Linked DNA regions of Mus musculus: region 1 is linked to region 2. The links are chromatin contacts, called in public targeted proximity ligation maps. All regions are on one chromosome and are shown on one strand. The core of a region is the stretch at or near the end of the contact, and the rest is flanking DNA. Distances in the headings are between cores, read along the strand shown. Region 1 holds the start of Syvn1 (synovial apoptosis inhibitor 1, synoviolin). Region 2 holds the start of Tsga10ip (testis specific 10 interacting protein).

Region 1 (2,843 bases), core at 251-2,750, 640 kb before region 2:
CTGAACTCACTGCCATGCTGGGGCTGGACTTGGTCAAATACACTACAGTGGGGTAGAACTGGTGTTTGAGGTAGTAGGCATGAGCCACCACTGCCCCGGTTAGCGCCAGGCTGGCCGCCATCATCACTGCGGTGCGGAACATCGCCCTGGCCCAGAGACCTGCACAAGGAAAATGACATTTGTGATATCCACACTATGTAAACCTAGCACAGTCCCTGGCAGAGTGTAAGGGCAAACACTCATTTCACCTTGACAGCCATTAGATTCAAAACAGCATATACTCCCTGTTTCACAAACGAGAAACTAGGACTCAAAGGGGTTAGAGGCTCACACTGATGCAAGGCCTAGAACTTGGATCAATCTCGTTTCAAATCTAGGGCTCTTCCACGCTGTCTGCCAAGGCGCCTCCTCTAGGGAGTCACTGAGGCAAAGTTAGGAGGAGGGGGGCTGCCACCGCTGACCCTCTGAAGGAGCTGGGATGATAGGCTTTAGAGGCAGGTTCGCTGGGCCCGCCAGGGGTGGAGGAGGCAAGGTGCAGAGGGCACAGCTTGAGAAGGCGACACAACCAGTGACAGCTGTGCCAGGGTGGTCAGCGCAGACGCGCGCCCATCGGGGTACGTCAGTCTGGAACCCTGCCCCCCCCCCCGCCCCCAGCAGTGTCCACTCTGAGAACCGGAGAAACGGCCGACCGCCAGGGTGCGGCGGCGGGGCTGAGAACCAGTCAGGTCGCCTCACAGTCGCGCACCTGTGAACGCTAGGAGTTGCGAACCTCGCAGGCGGGGCCCGGCCTCTGGAACGGTGGCCGCGCCGCCGCCTAAGGTCTCCAGCCATCTGACAGGCCGAAAACTGGCGGCCGAACGCAGCGGGGCGGGCTGATCGCAGTGACCCCAAAGGACAAGGTCCTAGACGCCGACCCCCCAACCCCAATCAGGACCAGGCCCACTCACCAGGAGCCCAGCGCCGCGAGCACGCTCAATCACCGCGACTGCGGCAGCCGCTCCGGTTAACAACACTCCCCACCCCCTGCGAACCGGAACTTCGGGGGTAAGACACCTCACTTCCGGCGGCGCGGGGCGCGGCGGAGTGGACCGTACCAAGTTCTCTTTGCGCGCTCCGATCTCGCCTGCGCTTCTGGGGCCCGTGCGCGAGCAACCGGAACGAGCGAGAGCTGTGACGTGTGGTCGCGACCAGGAGAGCAGCGGGAAAGGGCTGAAGCCCGCCACTTGCTAGTCGCCGTTGTAGAATCACCACCCTAAACTCCTCCAAGACTCCGGCTCTCAATGTGCCTGGAAGATGGGGCGTTCCGCGGGCCGAGCCATTTGGACGGGGGGCAGGAGCGAGCAAGGGCCAGACTTTATGTCAGGCATGAAAGAAATAAAATGTGTAAGCGCCTCATTCCAGGGATAGCTACGACACGGTAAGAAGTTAAGTGCTTCTCGGAAAAAAATAGCGGTGCAGAAAACAGATATAGGTCTTCCCAGGTTACCTCCCCCCAACGCAGGTTGTGTAGGAGTGAGTTTGTTCCCGTGGCTACCGCCGATTGGTTGCGATAAAGTTACGCGGACCAATGAGAAAAGAAAGGAAAAATTTCTGGCCTATAGGGAAAGAAAAGCAGGTGAGTGGTTGCTAGGGTCTGTAGGCAGAGTGGCCCCGGACTGGGTGCCAAGGCAGCTGGATGCCAGCTGAGAAAGCGCAGTCCATAGGCCGGGGATCCCTATCCCGCCTGGGGGGATGCTTACGGGGCCCGCAAAAGGAGCAGTGCTTGCGTGTCCGGACTGACATAAAACAGAACGCCAGTTATTTCTAGGTTGGGGTGGAGAGTTCTGTGCGAAGGCGTTGACTTTTCAACACCCCAAAAGCTCAGTCGGCGTGCGTGTTCATCCCTGGGAGATAGCCAGACCCTTTGTTCTGAGCTGATTCTGTCTGTTAGGGCTCACACAAGCAGTATAGTCGCGTACAGAATGGAAACTGAAAGCGGACACCTCATTACCCAGGTTTATCAGCTAGAGGGTGCTCCTCCCATTTTTAACTCGGACTCACTCGGAATTCAGAGGCCTAAGGGGGGGGGGGATCAAATATAAGAATTCATGAAGATCAACTGGAGGAATTTATACTGTGGGAGTCACAACACGGACAGTGAATACAGAACCGGAGGTGACTGTGTTGTTAAAATATAACACAGGGGCTTTCAGAATTGTCATTACTGATAGAGCACTTAAGAAAAATACATAAAATGGCTTTCCTTCAGTACAACGGAATTAAACATCTTGTCTGTCAAAAAAGAAAGAAAACTGATTCTAGACGACTTTAAGGCAGTGGCTGGCTCTCAACCTGTGAGTCGTAAGCCCTTTGGGAATCAAACCGTTACACAGGGGTCACAAATGAGATATCCTGCATATCAGACGTTTACTTACAATTCATAACTAGCAAAATTACAGTTATGAAGTAGCAACGAAGTAATTATGGTTGGGGATCACAACAGGAGGAACTGTATTAAAGGGTAGCAGTGTCAGTGCCTGTCTGCCCCTCAGCCCTGTGCTCTTGGTCTCAGCCATCTTCACCACCACCTGTTGTCTTTAACAGTTAACATCCCGAGATGGCTCCCCTTTCCTTCCTCCATAAGGCTAGCTATGAACTTCTACTGGCTACCTTTAACCCTACACACTCATCCTCCCCCATTCTTGAAAATCTCCTACATTTTGTGGCAATCCCTCCTCTCCCCCAGGTATATATCTGTCTTACTTCCTCTGTCTGTTTTTATTTAAGTTCTGTGTCCATGTTGGCCTTTTTTCTTGCCACATTTCCTCTGATCCTATGGCTTCAACTTCCCTGGCCCCAAGATG
Region 2 (2,700 bases), core at 46-2,545:
TGTAGCAATAGAAACAGTAAAATGACAGGCTTATTCTTTTTTCTTTTCTTTCTCTCTTCCTTCCTTTCTTTCATATATATACTGCAGCTGTCCTCAGACACACCAGAAGAGGGCATCCGATCCCATTATGGATGGTAGTGAGCCACCATGTAATTTCTGGGAATTGAACTCAGGATCTCTGGAAGAACAGTCAGTGTTCTCAACTGCTAAGCCATCTCTCCAGACCCAGGCTTATTCTTTTAATTGAAAATTAAATCATATTTTGAACTTTATTGTATTTGAAATTTTTATTTTAATTGAAATTTAAAATTGTATTTTGCCCAGCGGCTATTCGGTAATCCTATGTTCTTCTTCCCTTTAAGCCTAGTGGCTCAGTGGCAACTTCCAACCACTCATCATGTGCTCCCCCAATTATGAAGTGAACCAGGAGTTCTCAGATCCAATGGGCCCTTACATGGCTAGAGAGGTTTAAAATATGTACATGCCAGCTGGGTGTGGTGGCGCACGCCTTTAATCCCAGTGCTCTCTTGAAGCAGAGGAAAAGCAGAGGACGGTATGTTCAAGGACGGCCTGGCCTATACAGTGACTTTCAGGCCAGCTAGCTAGGCTACATGTTTTTGTGTTGGTTTTTGATTTTTTGAGTCAGGGTTTCTCTGTGTAGCCCTGGCTGTCCTGGAACTTACTCTGCAGACCAGGCTGGCCTCGAACTCAGAAATCTGCCTGCCTCTGCCTCCCGAGTGCTGGGATTAAAGGTGTGTGCCACCACTGCCCAGCATGTTTTGTTTTTGTTTTTGTTTTATTTTTTAATTTTTAATTTTTTTAGGCTACATGTGAGACACTGTCTAAAATAAGCAAAACAAAATGCTCAAAACAAAGCCAGTCAATGTATAAATATACACCATTAGGCTCAGGAAACAAGTATGGCTGAAGTTCTGTCATTCTCAGGTTGAGGGGCTTGCTGCCTCTCTGAGGGACACAGTATCCTGCGGCCAGAAGGCCATGGCCTGCCTTGTGCAGCAATGGGGCATTTTCACAGGACCTGAGGGCCCTTTGAGGTGACAAGTTCTGATATCCCTTCAAAAGCAGATGGATAAACATAGGCCTAGAGAAGTAGGGAGCTTATACCAGGTCAGGTTGCAGGGGCAGAGGCAAGGCCCAAGGCAGTTCTGGGCGCTGTTGAACACAGTCTCGTAAAGGAGACCAGCAGAACTCTGGCTGATCGCTACCGAGTACTTTTTGCTGGAATCATTCAGACCGGTCACAGCCTGGTTGTCATGGAGATGGCAGAGAGGGCAGTTCCAGAGCTGGCAGGTAGGGGTGGGAGAGGGCAACATGCCAATATGCTAAACACTGACCAACTGTTGGTTAGGGCCTTATCGGAGAGACCAAGGCAGAGTACAGAGCCCTTGGTTCCAGGGACATCTACAGGGCTGTTCAGACTTCTATCAAGCATCTCTCCGGAGGACCAGGTGAGGGAGGCAGGCCCAGTTGGGGAGCTTCAACCGCCCATTGGCATCTTAGGCCAGAAGAGGTCAGCCCTGGCTAAGGCTCTTGAGGAAACGTAAGACTGGAGCTCAGGTCCTGGTAACAGTTGGGAATGCCTGGGACAAGGACCACAGAGGACAGATGGAGCAGTTTGGGAACACTGCAGGGAGGAAAGGAGTTTAGGGAAATAAAAACCCTTCCTTCCTTCCTTCCTTCCTTCCTTCCTTCCTTCCACTAAGGAACTTGTCACTTCCTCAGCACTAAGTCCAGAGCCCTGGGTGACATCCAGAAAAATGTGAGCTTTTGTTGTGGGTGGTGTGGCTTGGTGTTTTGGGGTGCCAGCAGTGGATGGCTTGTTGGGCAGTCTCCTACCAAATTACCTGATCTGGGCTGTCCTGGAGCTCACAGTCCTCCCCTCTCTGCTTCCTGCGTATCTGGGGTTACAGCTGTGTGTCATCACACCCCGATATTTTTCTAAAATTTAAAGAAGTCCAAACCAGGCATGCTGGTGCAGCCTGTCATCCCAACACTTGGGACACAGAGGCAGGAGGATCAGTAGTTCAAAGCTATCATCAGCCAAGCCATGGTGGCACATAACTTTAATCCCAGGCAGGTTGGCCTCTGAGTTGGAGGCCGAGTCTACAGAGTGAGTTCCAGGACAGTTAGGGCTCCACAGAAAAGCACCATCTCAAAACAAAGCTATCTTCAGCTATACAGTGAGCTTGAGACCGTCCTCAGCTACACAAGACACCATCTCAACAAGACAACAAAAACTAATAATATTTATAAATATTTTAATATTTATTATATTATTTTTAAATATTTAATATTTATTATATGTAAGTACATTGTAGCTGTCTTCAGACACTCCAGAAGAGGGCGTCAGATCTCATTACAGATGGTTGTGAGCCACCATGTGGTTGGTGGGATTTGAACTCCGGACCTTTGGAAGAGCAGTCGGGTGCTTTTACCCACTGAGCCATCTCTCCAGTCCAGCTTGTGCTGTCTTAACAGAAGAGGTAGTGAATGATCAGAGAAGGTTATAGGCAGCCACAGCACAGTCTAGACAGAGAGGAAGCCCCTGGGAGGTGAACCTGAAGAGGAAGCACCATATGGGAGGCTAGTCAGAGCTCCCCTCTTCCCTGTCCCTGCCCAGAGGTGCCTTGGGAGTGGTGACAGTCTCCAGAGTCAGAGCTGCCAGCTACAAAGATCTTA

The links.
Region 1: a targeted proximity ligation map of thymic regulatory T cells shows a contact between it and region 2, with 3 times the contacts expected there. A contact is called at or near these places in 1 of 39 promoter capture datasets (hippocampal neurons) and 4 of 130 datasets of targeted methods (bone marrow-derived macrophages, double positive thymocytes, embryonic midbrain and 1 more).

The regions. Positions count from the first base shown.
Region 1 is chr19:6,045,233-6,048,075 of GRCm38.p6, reverse strand. It overlaps Syvn1 (synovial apoptosis inhibitor 1, synoviolin), which reads right to left and starts at 1,500. Exons shown (of 16, transcript NM_028769.5): 1 at 948-1,500; 2 at 11-159. The coding sequence starts at 142.
Region 2 is chr19:5,401,101-5,403,800 of GRCm38.p6, reverse strand. It overlaps Tsga10ip (testis specific 10 interacting protein), which reads left to right and starts at 1,295. Exons shown (of 8, transcript NM_001373978.1): 1 at 1,295-1,469; 2 at 2,642-2,700. The coding sequence starts at 1,341.